Regions from separate parts of the Ovis aries genome. Here region 1 is linked to region 2. Evidence: chromatin contacts called from public Hi-C data. All regions are on one chromosome and are shown on one strand. The core of a region is the stretch at or near the end of the contact, and the rest is flanking DNA. Distances in the headings are between cores, read along the strand shown.

What was found. Hi-C and Micro-C count contacts between places; a contact is called where the count stands out from the background.
Region 1: a Hi-C map of liver shows a contact between it and region 2, with 7 times the contacts expected there. The contact joins two enhancer-like sites. A contact is called at or near these places in 12 of 16 Hi-C or Micro-C datasets (blood, hypothalamus, liver and 6 more).

The regions. Positions count from the first base shown.
Region 1 is chr5:58,168,255-58,175,013 of ARS-UI_Ramb_v3.0, reverse strand. SH3TC2 (SH3 domain and tetratricopeptide repeats 2) reads left to right here. Exons shown (of 17, transcript XM_004008952.6): 17 at 1-1,937. Among named protein-coding and RNA genes, the nearest start is that of SH3TC2, 69 kb to the left of the region's middle. Within about 2 kb of position 3,238, at least 1 of the 54 cell types and tissues checked has an H3K27ac peak or open chromatin away from gene starts, as enhancers often do. A contact at or near this core is called in liver, where this site is marked.
Region 2 is chr5:57,940,261-57,947,171 of ARS-UI_Ramb_v3.0, reverse strand. No RefSeq gene overlaps it. Among named protein-coding and RNA genes, the nearest start is that of HTR4, 48 kb to the right of the region's middle. Within about 2 kb of position 3,866, at least 3 of the 54 cell types and tissues checked have an H3K27ac peak or open chromatin away from gene starts, as enhancers often do. A contact at or near this core is called in liver, where this site is marked.

The DNA of each region.
Region 1 (6,759 bases), core at 1,989-4,488, 230 kb before region 2:
AACAACATTTTGAGGAAGATACTATTGTTATCTCAGTTGAGGTTTAGAGAATGATACGTCTGAAGTTAGTACAGGGTTGAGGTGAGATTGGTCTCCCAGATGCTGGAACTAGAATGGAGAAACTGTTATGTTATATGGTGCATCTAAGTCAGGTGACACATCTTTGGGACAGATACCACCACTAATATGATCATGAAGAGAAGCAAGATTAAAACTTGTTTCAGCAGCCTGGAATGCTAGGCTGAAATCAATTTGGTGATTCTGGTGGGTCTAGAACAGGGTTGGAGAGAATTGATTTTCTAGGGGATCTTGAGAAAATATGGAGGTTTTCATGGATTACAGTTAAGTAGCCTGGTTGGTAAAGAATCCACCTGCAATATGGGAGACCTAGGTTCGATCCCTGGGTTGGGAAGATCCCCTGGAGAAGGGTAAGGGTATCCACTCCAGTATTCTGGCCTAGAGAATTCCATGGACTGTATAGTCTATGGGGTAGCAAAGAGTTGGACACGATTGAGCCACTTTCACTTTCACCTACTTTCAATAGTCCAGAAGAAATGATAGACCATCTTTCCCAGATAGAAAATGAGAGGAGAAATAGAAAGCTTATAGTCACACAATGGTGATACATCAGAACAAATTATAAATTAGCTTTTAAAGATTCCAGGTGAGAAATTGGATGAATTTGCAGGAGACTCCAGAGTCAATAGTAGAAGACTGTGGACACCTGAGTAAGTGAGACAGCCAGATAGATGGAATTTTGTGGTACTTGAAAAGGCAGTGCAGAAGGGAGGTCACAGACATGAGAGAGGTTACCTACTTTTGATATCATGGAAAGCTGGTGGGGATACCCTCATCTTCCAAATGTGTCTTATGAAACAAATAGCCAGAGAGAAGCCTCTGTTCATGTTAAGATGTTTTAATTCATATGCATGAAGACTGTTAGGAACAGGGTTGTTGTTGTTTTTTTTTTAACTGACTCACAATATTTAGGAACACATTTATTCTCTTAAACTTCTATTTTATTTTTATTTGGGATTGCAAATTTTTACCTACTGCAAATTCTTTATCTGTGGAAATAATTTTAAGTAGGTGATCTCTTCTGTTTTTGATTCTAACATTTTAGATCGAGAATATGATTTTTAAACCTGATTTATATGATTCAATTACTTTACCTTTCTTGCATGGGCCAAATATTATGTATGAAAGTGACATTTTTGTTTTTGAACTTTCTTGTAAATTGAGAGCTTTGATGTTTGTTCATCTGGGAGTATACTGGACATCTGCTTCATAGAGATGCTCATAGGAACACCCCTTGTGTCTGCACATTGCCCCAGACAGCAGTGACACTAGCCACATCTGCTTTCTTCCCCAGGGGAACTGCCAAGGGCCAGGCTGAAAGAACAGCTGCACGGTAATCCCGACAACCAATTACTTATTCATGAAACAAACAAAACAGATTTTTGTCTATCTTAGAACACGTAGCTTTGGGACTCTACTGAGCGGAGAATAGGATAGCCAAGCAGAGAGGTGACATGGAGGATCTGCATTTTTGGTAGTTTTAAAGTTCTAAGGGATTATTCAGATTTATAACCTGACCCTCTTCCAAGTCCCATGGCATTCCTTTCTTTTCTTTCCAGTTATATAAAGTCTGTGTCTTCCTTTGTTCTTGTATCTCTACATTAAGCTGTCCCTCTTTCATGTGCTCATAGATCCCTGCACTTCTCCATTAGGGTAGTTATCACAGTTTATAGTTATACTGTCTGTGTGACTTTAAAAAAATTCTTGTGCACCATCTAGATTGGAAGCTCCATGAGAGCAGGGACTTTGTTTCAGTCACTCAATTCTATATTCCCAGAGTCATTACCAGTGTCTGACATATGGTAGAACCTCAATAAAGGTTCAGTGAATGGGTTAATAAAAAAATGAATGAAACTTTTTATTCAGGTTGTGGCCCCTTCTTATTAATTATGAGAGAGAGAAAGTATTAAGACCATACCTGCTTTCTACCTGCTTTTTGCTCACGAGAAACATAAGGAATTAGGAGATAAGACTGCTCACATTCATAGCAGGTGCTCAGTAAAAGTTTATTGAGAATAATAGACATAGTTTTCACTTGTTTAGGATGTATTGCTATAGATGTGCTAGTCTCTTCCTGATTTTCAACTCAGTACCAATTATGATCAGGGATGATCACAGTCTTTTGTTGAGTCCCTGCCCTGTACTAGGCATGGTGTTAAGTAATATACTTATGGTATTTGGCTTGATCCTTCAAATGACCCTACAAAGAATGAGTTCTTATTCCCACTTTCCAGATGAAAGGGTACAGGTTCAAAGAAGTTAAGACACTTGGCAGAGATTCAAAACCAGTTCTATCTGATTTAAAAATCAGTGCTTTCAATAACCATGCAATTCTGGTTTCACATTTTCTATTTAGAACTTAGGATCCTAAAGAGAATGATTTCCCTTGTGAACATTTGATGGTTCCCCTTTGTCTTAAGAAAGTGAATGACCAGGAAACTGAGTTTATATAAGCATTAATTTACCAAGCATTACAGGAAACCCCTTTAGTTCTGAAAGTTCTTTGGAAGTAAGGGCAGCAGGGAACAGGTGAAATTTTAGGATGTCTTGAAGCCTGAGTGGATAGTGTTGTTTCAGACTTCCAAGGCTCCTTCATGAGTGAATCATAAATTGGGGCTGTGGTGAGTTGTAGGACAAAAGACCTGCCTTTGAGTATCTGTTGGTCTTCTTGGGGGAGAATGGATTCATGTATGAGAAACTCGCGGAAGGAGAGTCGGAATTGGGGCTAGCTCCTGTGGGACAATGGAAACAGAACCATCCATCTATCCATCCAACCAACCAACCAATCACTCAACCAACCAATATTCAACATCTCTTATGTGCTAGGCTCACATTCCAGTGAGCAAGGTAATCAAGGTCCATGACCTCAAGGAGTCTATGGACTCTTGGGTGGGCCAAGGTCCCAGATATGCAGTCCCATTATATCACTGACTCCTGTTAATGGTCTCACCCTATCCAGGAAGTAACTGATAGTATAATTGTTCATATAGAACACATAAGGAAACAAGTTCAGAGAGGTTAAGTAAGAAATTAACTCTTGCCCAAAGTCCTTCAGGTGGAAAGTAGCAGAGTCAGGATACCATCTGAGCCTCATCCAGACTGCAGGTATTGCATAAGAACTGAAGCTCGACCTTTGCTAAATTTCATGGAATTTCAGCTGGATTGATCTTGTTTACCTGAACATCCTGCCCAAGGTGAATGGTGGTGCCGTTGAACAATTTCACTGCTTATCAGAGAAGCTGTTAAACTCTTGGTAAAATGAGGGTGATAATAGGTTTAATAATTTTTTGTGGGAATTTTGTGAGGAATAAGTGAGTTAATGTATGTAAAGTGTTTAGATTAGTGCCTGGCACATGTCATATAAGTAGTGGCTATGATTGCTGTGGTTCTATTGACAGGCATTTGAGAAGAGTATTTATGTGAAGAAAATAATGAATTTCAGCTTGAAACATGTGGAGCAGGCACTTAGAGTTTGCATCCAACTGGATGTAAAACCAGTTTAATGTCTATATTGTCCACTTGACATTATGCGCCATGGGGTCAGAGATTGCCTGGGTCACCCTTGCACCTACAGCACGAGAAAAGTGCCTGACTCACAAAGGTACTCAATATTGATTTATTGGATAAATGATTGAATGAATATGTGATTGCATGGTAGGCATTATTTAGGATATAAGTTAGTAGTAATTAGTAGTTTGTCGCTCAGTCGTGTCCGACTCTTTGCGACCCCATGGACTGTAGCCTACCAGGCTCCTCCCTCCATGGGACTCTCCAGGCAAGAGTACTGGAGTGGGTTGCCATTTCCTTCTCCAGGGGATCTTCCCGACCTGGGGATCGAACCCGGGTCTCCCGCATTGCAAGCAGACGCTTTAACCTCTGAGCCACCAGGGATATAAGTTATACATATGTAAAATAATGAAATAACCATGTTCCCCCTTTCCCCAAAAGGACACAGCAAATGAGAAATAGAGAGGAATGCGAGTGAGTGTGGTCTTCCTACAGACTCCAAACAGTGTATTGCCTAAAGGAAGAAGTGGGGTTGTTCTCTTTCCGATTCTCGTGCGAGCTGTCCTTCCAGGGCCTTGAGATGTCCTCGGCCAGGTCTTCATAGTGCCCCAGCATTCTCTGCCAGCCAAACTATGTTGCCAATCATCATGAAAATAAAGAATCTTTCTTCCTGTCCTTGACTTCAAACTGGGGTCAAAGGCCTTAGGCTGGTGTGAAAATAAATAAAGGCCCAGAGCAGACAAAGGCCATTCTGCAGCCAGCCGTCACTGTAAACACTGGCCTTCCTTTCCTCTAGTCTGAAGCTTCCAGTACTTCCCCGGGCCCATCATGACCTCAGTTGGCCTAGTGGCCTGGTGGCTGCGGCAGGTCCTGGTGGTCTCATGGTAAGAGATGGGAGGCTTCTGAGGGACGTCACAGGTAAGTGACAACTCTGGAAATGTGTGTGTGTGAATGCATACTCAAGGTTATGATATGTTTTACTTTTATGAAGGATGTACAACACACAATTTACAAATAATAAAATGTAAATGCTAAGGTAAATTCCATATTGATTTTCAGACAATGCATTCCTTGATTTATTCAGAACTCTTGTATCTAGAGTCAGTCATGGTTGCAGTTGGATAACAAGAACAGTTTTGACAAGAATGTTCATTGATATTTTCATTAACAAGTAAAACAAAAGTGAAACAACAAAGAGCTTGGAAACCACTCATTTGTCAATAGTGTGAGTGACTTTTTTGCTGAGTTTGAAAGAATTGCCTGCTTTTTGTGCTTATCACTGTGGAACAGCTATAGACTTGTCAGCTTTAAGCATAATCTACATTATTAGTTTCACTTTCTTAAATCTAGACAATCAACAGAACCATCATTAAGTCTCTATTTGTAGCATTTGCAATTTTCTGTGGTATAACTACTCCTACTTTGGCTAATTTCGATCTACTAGTGTGATGTTACTGAATATGGGGCTGGGAAAGATACGCACACCACCATACAGTGACTGCCATACAGATGTGATAGATGTAAACAACCTTAGAAGCAGATTCTACTAAACTAATCAGGAAGTGACGAGTTTTGAATATTTATTACCTCTTTCTAAGGTGGTGTATTTGATCATAAGTTTCAGTTCAGTTCATTTCAGTCGCTCAGTCGTGTCCGACTTTGTGACCCCATGAATAGCAGCACGCCAGGCCTCCCTGTCCATCACCAACTCCCAGAGTTCACTCAAACTCATGTCCGTAGAGTCAGTGATGCCATCCAGCCATTTCATCTGTCATCCCCTTCTCCTCCTGCCCCCAATCCCTCCCTGCATCAGAGTCTTCCAATGAGTCAACTCTTCACATGAGGTGGCCAAAGTACTGGAGTTTCAGCTTCAGCATCATTCCTTCCAAAGAACACCCAGGACTGATCTCCTTTAGAATGGACTGGTTGGATTTCCTTGCAGTCCAAGGGACTCTCAAGAGTCTTCTCCAACATCACAGTTCAAAAGCATCAATTCTTCAGTGCTCAGCTTTCTCTACAGTTATAATTTCACTTTTAATAATGGCTGTGTTTAACACCCAGCTTATCAAATCCTTAAAATTTAATAACTGGCTTTCAGGAGTGGGTTTGAGCCAGCTCTGGTATACCACTGACTCCAGCCTTGTTAAAGAAGATGAGAGGGCCCAGAGGTCTGGTGGATAAGGCAGTGCCTAGCACTGGAGATGACCTGGAGCAAGTAACTCCTGGGACCACCAGAAAAGGAAGACAAAGAGGAAAGAGACCTCTCTTGTTCAGGAAGAAAAGTAAATTCTCCTGGAACCCCCTTGCAGGTTTGAGAAATTCTTCACTCACTCCACCCATAAAGATAATATTTACTCCTTGATGTTTTGTGTCTTCATGGAACTTGTAGGATTAAAGCATGCCTAAAATAATATAGTCTGTGCTAGTTGCTTGGCTTTTCAAGTGAGCTTTGCAAAGTCAGTGGCCATGTCAGTTTGTCTGCCTCATCAGAGCATTGCCTGCAGGTGATTGCAAATGCTCACAAAAGACTACAGCAAGTTTTGATCTCCCTCTATTAGCACATTCCTTTTGACATGTGTTTAACATGGCAGACAGTTTGACCTCTGTCCTTTGGCACCGAGGATGCTTTGACTCCATGTTTATAACTAGCACCAAAATGGCTGAATTTTTGTCAAGAACATATTTTTCTTAATTAGTCTCATTAAGCCATTTTAATTTAAAAATCAATGTTCAATATAGTACAGTGAAACTATTTCTACTTTTTGTCATTTCTTATTTTATCAAAATCAATTTTATAGGAATTCACTCCTTTATGTGAATTTTTACAAGCAAGGCTTAATTATCAGTTGTGATTTATCTGTATCAAATGTAATTGTATCAAATTTTAGCTTCTTCCAGAGTGAATTTTCTACTGTGGCTTTACTTCTACTAAGTCCAGTTTTCCTGAAACACATTTGGTTGATCTGAACTTTGTCAGGACAATGTGATTCAATGTTTAGTCATTAATATATTTTGCTTTATGTAGTTTAGCTGTTGTTAGTTTTCTTTTGAACTAATTTTTTAAAACAGAACAATGAGATAGAAATTCCCAACTACCTTAGGCATCTATAGAGGTCAGGAGTGAAACTAGTAAAGACAGACTGGACCAGATATGAATGAAATGCCATGGGCTAA
Region 2 (6,911 bases), core at 2,617-5,116:
ACCTATGTTACCCATGAGCAATGTGTAGTTATGGAGAAATGGATATCATGAGCATTTTGAATCACTCCTCAAGTTCCAACATCAATATATCCAGCACAAGTTAGGTTAAGCAAAAAAGGAAATGTATTGCTCCAAGGTAGGAAAGTCAATCATTTCACTTGGACCAAGTTTTTCTCCTCCCAGGAGTTCTCCTTTCCTCTACGATTGCTTCATTTCCTGATACTATGTGATGGTAAGAAGGAAAGTGGATATACCTCTCCACCAAATAAGAAAAGTCTTCTTGTATCTCATTAACTCTAACCAAATCTATAGGTCCATCCCTGAAGAAATTAATGGGACCTAGTATTGTGATTCACATGCCCCATCCTAAGAGTGATGAATGGTGTTGTCAGCTCTGCTTAAAGTACATGGACTGAAAACAGCATGTTTTCCAGAGGAGAACTAGAAGGGTGGAGGTAAGTTTGAGAGCAACATTACTTATCCACTACACATCCTTTCTCTGCACCCAGTTTCTTTGTAAAATGGTGGTAGGAATCCTGCTTTGCCCTCCACTCAAGGCAGTTGTGAAAATAAAGTGAGGCAGTGGGTGTAAACACATTTGTCAACTATAAAATACATACAACATGAAGTAATATTTCTTTAAAGGATTTTTATACCCCCTGCCAACATCCGCTGGATCATTGAAAAGCAAGAGAGTTCCAGAAAAAAAATCTATTTCTGCTTTATTGACTATGCCAAAGCCTTTGATTGTGTGGATCACAATAAACTGTGTAAAATTCTGAAAGAGATGGGACTATCAGACCACCTGACCTGTCTCTTGAGAAATCTGTATGCAGGTCAGGAAGCAACAGTTAGAACTGGACATGGAACAATAGACTGGTTCCAAATAGGAAAAGGAGTACATCAAGGCTGTATATTGTTACCCTGCTTATTTAACTTCTATGCAGAGTACATCATGAGACACGCTGGACTGGAAGAAGCACAAGCTGGAATCAAGATTGCTGGGAGAAATATCAATAACCTCAGATATGCAGATGACACCACCCTTATGGCAGAAAGTGAAGAACTAAAGAGCCTCTTGATGAAGGTGACAGAGGAGAGTGAAAAAGTTGGCTTCAAGCTCAACATACAGAAAGCTAAGATCATGGCATCTGGTCCCATCACTTCATGGCAAATAGATGGGGAAACAGTGGAAACAGTGTCAGACTTTATTTTGGGGGGCTCCAAAATCACTGCAGATGGTGATTGCAGTCATGAAATTAAAAGACGCTTACCCCTTGGAAGGAAAGTTATGACCAACCTAGAGAGCATATCAAAAAGCAGAGACATTACTTTGCCAATAAAGGTCCATCTAGTCAAGGCTATGGTTTTTCCAGTAGTCATGTATGGATATGAGAGTTGGACTGTGAAGAAAGCTGAGCACCGAAGAATTGATGCTTTTGAACTGTGGTGTTGGAGAAGACTCTTGAGAGTCCCTTGGACTGCAAGGAGATCCAACCAGTCTATCCTAAAGGAGATCACTCCTGAGTGTTCATTGGAAGGACTGATGTTGAAACTGAAACTCCAATATCTTGGCCACCTGATGTGAAGAGCTGACTCATTTAAAGGGACCATGTTGCTGGGAAAGATTGAGGGCAGGAGAAGTGGACGACAGAGGATGAGATGGTTGGATGGCATCACCGACTCAATGGACATGAGTTTGGGTAAACTCTAGGAGTTGGGGATGGACAGGGAGGCCTGTCGTGCTGCAGTCCGTGGGGTTGCAAAGAGTTGGACACAGCTGAACTGAACTTGTCAAGTACACAAGAACATAATCAAGCTTCCTGGGTACTCCCCATCCTACTGACAGCAGATTCAATTTTTCTGGGACCAGTTCCTCTAGCAGAATTCTGGGATATTCCCCTTATTTTATTTTGGGCAGCATTTGTGTGTCATAATATGCAAACATTGCTATTTTAATGGCAGCTGCTAGAGGTTTATAGGACTCCCCTCATGGCTCAGATGGTAAAGAATCCGCCTGCAATGCGGGAGACCTGGGTTCAATCCTCTGGTTGGAAAGATCCCCTGGAGGAGGCCTTGGCAACCCACTCCAGTATTCTTGCCTGGAGAATCCCCATGGACAGAGGAGCCTGGCAGGCTACAGTCCATGGGGTCACAGAGAGTTGGATATGACTGAGCAACTAAGCGCAGCACAGCACAGAGTTTTATAGAGTCATTAATTTTAATAAGATTTTCTCATTATCCAGAGTCTTTCACTTCAGAGCTTAGAAGGCATGTACTACTTTCATTTTTACTGGAGTCTGGGCTGGCAGGCAATGGCTGTAGCTCCAAAGAGGAAGGGCACTCTGAGAAAGATGACGGTTTCTGCATATTAAACACTTCCTTGATTTTGAGATGTACATGATTCAGAGAGCCAAAGAATATTACATTCTTTGTGTGTATTCTCTGGGACAGTGCACAGTTTGATGCAAGAGTTGTTAGGGTAGTTTGGTGTTTAGATAAGCAACCCCTCCCGAGTGATGGCCATTGATGAGAGGGGCGACAGATTTGGAGCCCAGAAAACACTCTCATGTGGTAGCAATGAGAGCTAATCAACAGGACCTACTTGCTGGGTTTCTTTGATTTGAAAACTGAGCCCAGATATGCCTTAAAGAGCTGTAAAATAAGGCATAGATTAAGCAATTCTAATAGGACTTTGTCTTCTAAATTGGAAAAATGTAGGTGAACTTCTTGAATTCACATCGCTGTGTTGAATACAAATCCCATTATCAATTCCAAGAAAATTCAATATGTACTTTTGTCTGCATTTTCTGTATAACCTGTAAACATAAGGGCTATAGAATTTGTTACTAGGTAACATTGGAGGAAGATGGCTTGGAAATACAGCAGTTACTCTACAGTCTTCAGGCCACTCTGCACAGAGTGCCTTTGTGTGAATAACAAAATGGCATCTGCTCCTAATGGACCAAGGAAAGCTCTTTCTCCTCTGTGGTAATAAACACAGTGCTTTCCCAAGCCCCTTGGCCGGCATCCTGTGAGCAGGCACAGGTTATACCCTCCCAGGGAGAACACCTGGCAAAGTATGAATCCTAGTTTGTTAGAATTAGAGGAATAGGAGGGGCAAAAGTCATATTTGTTGTTTTAGTTAGCATTTTGGGGGTGCTTCCTTGGAGCAGAGGTTCTTAAGGAAGGATCTTGATAAAAATTAACTGAAGATATATTTTAAAATTTGGGTGTGTAGTTCTCAACCCAAGAAATTCCTATTTAGGATGAGTGGGTTAAGGACTAGACATGTACATCTTTTTTTTTTTTTTTAATTAAAATTTTTTTTTGGCTGCATTGGGTCTTCATTTCTGCGTGCCGACTTCCTCTAGTTGTACCAAGTGGGAGCTACTCTCTAGTTGCTTTGCATGGGCTTCTCAGTTGTGGAGGCCACTCTTGTTGTAGAGCATGGGCCTCAGTAGTTGTGGCCTACTGGCTTAGTTGCCCCACAGCATGTGGGATCTTCCAGCACCAGGGATAGAACCCATGTTCCCTGCATTGGCAGGTGGATTCTTAACCACTGGATCACCAGGGAAGCCCTCGACATACGCATCTTAAGAATAATTCCTGGAATATTCTGATGCTCAGTCCTGACACTATCAGTTATTTCTCTTTGGAATTACTGGAGGCTCTCTTTCTTCTCCTCATTCAGTTCAGGGGCTCCTTGATATGTGGCCAGAAATAGCCCTATGAGAAACCCCTACTCCCTGCGTACAGCTTTGCTATGAAGTCATTCCTGCCTCCTCTGAATTCCTTCAGTGCTTTGTCTTGCTCACACAACACTTTTCACCATGTTCTGTATTGGAGTTATTTATGAACATGTCTTATCTCCTAACACACAAACCCTGCAAAGGCTGAGACTCTGTGACACCCAGAGGTCACCCACTGGGGCGCTTGGGTTGCATGCCATCAATCAATATGTTTTCCTTGGCCCTTAGAGTATTTAAAACTTTTAAAAAATTACTTGCCGGCTTTTAAAATCATGGAGGTTTTCCTCCAACCCCTGAATTTCCCCCTAAATATGATGATCATTGTGCAACAATTTTTCTGTTGCAATATCTGAAGTCCTGTCAACATAGGCTCCACATTCTTGCATCGCTACTATTGACTGGAGCTGAGTATGTATCCCCTTTCAAATGGGAGTCACCCCCTTCAGTTCGCTGCAGTCCCCACCACTCCCTGTCATCTTACACTAGACTGCTTCGTTCATTACCTTTCTCACCTGGCACCAGTTAAGTATTCGAATTTGTAACCCCATTAAAGGCTTCCCTGGTGGCTCATTGGTAAAAAACCTACCTGTCAATGCAGGAGACGCAGGTTCAATCCCTAGGTTGGGAAGATCTCCTGGTGAAGGAAATGGTAATCCATTCCAGTACTCTTGCCTGGGAAATCCCATGGACAGAAGCAGCCTGGCAGTCTACCATCCATGGGGTCTCAAAAGAGTTGGACACAACTTAGCAACTAAACAGCAACAGCAACCCCATTAAGCAATTTTGATTTCTTCACAATATCTGACTTTTTTAGGTGCTTCGTAAATATTTGTCCAATGGCAAAATGAAAGTATAAACTGCTCCAGGGGGATGGGTGCTTAAGTGGGATTCCTTCTCTGAGCTGCAGATATGAGTTCATAAGAAGAACAAAATAGTGTATTATATTAGATTTTGTACTGTGGCTTTCCCCAGTCAAGAATTAGGAGCTAGTTCCTCATTTTCAGGAGCTTTATCTAAATCTCTTTACTTATCAGCTGCCAAGCAGCTAAGCAGTCTTCCTCAAGCTAGAGGAAATTGATACTAAGCATGTGAATTTGAGTGAGCAGGTTGTTCTCACAAGATCTCTCCCTGGATTTTTGTGTGGTAGCCTGCTATTTATCAGCGTTTTCAAAATTGGCTTCATATAACTCTCCACTGGGAATCCCTTTGGGCTGAGCAGTTCTTGCCCAGGAAGATCCTTTTTTTTATGGCTGCCAGGATCATTATCATGGTTTTTTGGAGATATAAATAAAATAGTGCTTTCAGCAATGGTTTCAGAAGTGCAATCTCATCTCTTTATCTCTATAATTAAAATTCCTCATTCCCTTCCCATGTCTTACGTAGGATGTGAACAACTTGATAAAATATTAGGAGATGTGAGAATTTTACAGTTTTATTGGTCTTGTGCTCATTTTTACCTATTCTTATTGGCAAGTGATACTGGTTTTCTTTGTATAATATTGACATTATTGTTAAGCTTTCCTTTAAAATATTTGACATAAAAGTTAAGTTTGTTGAAAGAAAGATAAGGAAATAATAGTTCTGATGGAATGAGGCTGTCACAGAAATGATAAGTTGCTATGGCTTTGACACCTGTTCAGGAAAGATTAAATTTTAAGATAAAGTATGAAGTCTTCCACAGCAGGACTCTGTCCATCTCTTTGGCCTCAGCTCCCACTAGTTTCTTTCTCCCTTTTCTACTGTACATCCTAATGGAACAGGAACTTTTTACTGTTCCTCAAATATATTGGGAGGTTTCCCCACCTTTCAGAAATGGTTTCACGATGGCTAAAGTTTTCTTCCTAGACAGCACAGGGTATTCACTCTAGTAAAAGCATCCGCTGGACACCCACTCCAGCCTCACTATCTTGTTCCTATGACTAATGCTTTTCAGCCTTCATTTGCAACTGCAGTGCAGCCCCCTCCAGGGTCTTGCTGGACCAGCCTATATAATAGAGGCCTTGCTTCCTATTTTCTTCATAGCATCCTACTTCTTTCCTTTCTAGTTCTTCATAAAAATTATTTTAAAAACTTATTTCCTCTCCTGGCTATTAAAAGTCTCTCCTACTGCGTTGTGAGTTCCTTGAGGACAGGGCCCTCACATCCTGTTCACTGCTGCACCCCTAACAGCCAGCAGAGTGCCAGGGGAACATAGTTTCTCAGTAGATATTTGATGAATGTGCGAATGTTCTTCTTGCCTTTGTACCTTGGTGAATTCCTTCTCATCATTCAAGGTCCATCTAACTCATGAACTACTCACCCGAGGACTTCTGCACGCTTCTCTACCAAGAGAGAATAGTTTCTCTCTTTTCTGGGTTCACAAAACATCATCTCCACATGATCATTATAGTATCAAACACAGTGTATTGTAACTGAGTTAAAGGTCTATTTACCCCCAAAATTGTGAGCTTCTTGAATACACAATACCTCTATCCTGGCCCCACCATCTAGTACTCATCCTCTGTTTCTAGCTGTGGCGCTACTAACACCAAGGGAAACCATCTCCTTCTAATGACTTTGTGTCTAGAACTGACTGGGGTGGAAAGTGAGGAGGGAGAACAAAGACAATGAGAAGACATTCTTGGTGTTTGTGGGATGTTCAAGCTAAGTATGCATGGCTTGTAGACATGCCCATAAAACCATCTTAATAAAAGATGCTATTTCTTTAGAGAATTGTTTTGTTTAAGGTAAATCCTCCCACTCAGAAATCTCCAACATGATGCTTCCATCTGCAGAAAAAACAAACACCAAGAAAACAAAACTTTACCATCTAGTGGTAGAAATCATGAACTACATTCCTCTCTCATTTATCCTTTCTCCCACTCAGCAGCTATTTACTGACCACTTATTATGTGCCAATAATTGCTGCAGACAAGTCTCTGTCCTTATTTAGTCGCTCATGTAGTCATGAGCGACTTTCTTTGGGTCGTGAGTCATGTTTTTTGGAGCTTTGGTGTCAACCTGTTTAGGTAAATAGGGAGGCCAGGTTCGTTGGTACAAAGGTCAAATGTTGGCACCTCAGGGCTCACACAAGTTGATTTTTTAAAATATAAACAAGTTGGAGAGGCTTACATACACAGAGACAGAGACTACATGTACTTCTTGCTTCTCTGGCAAACA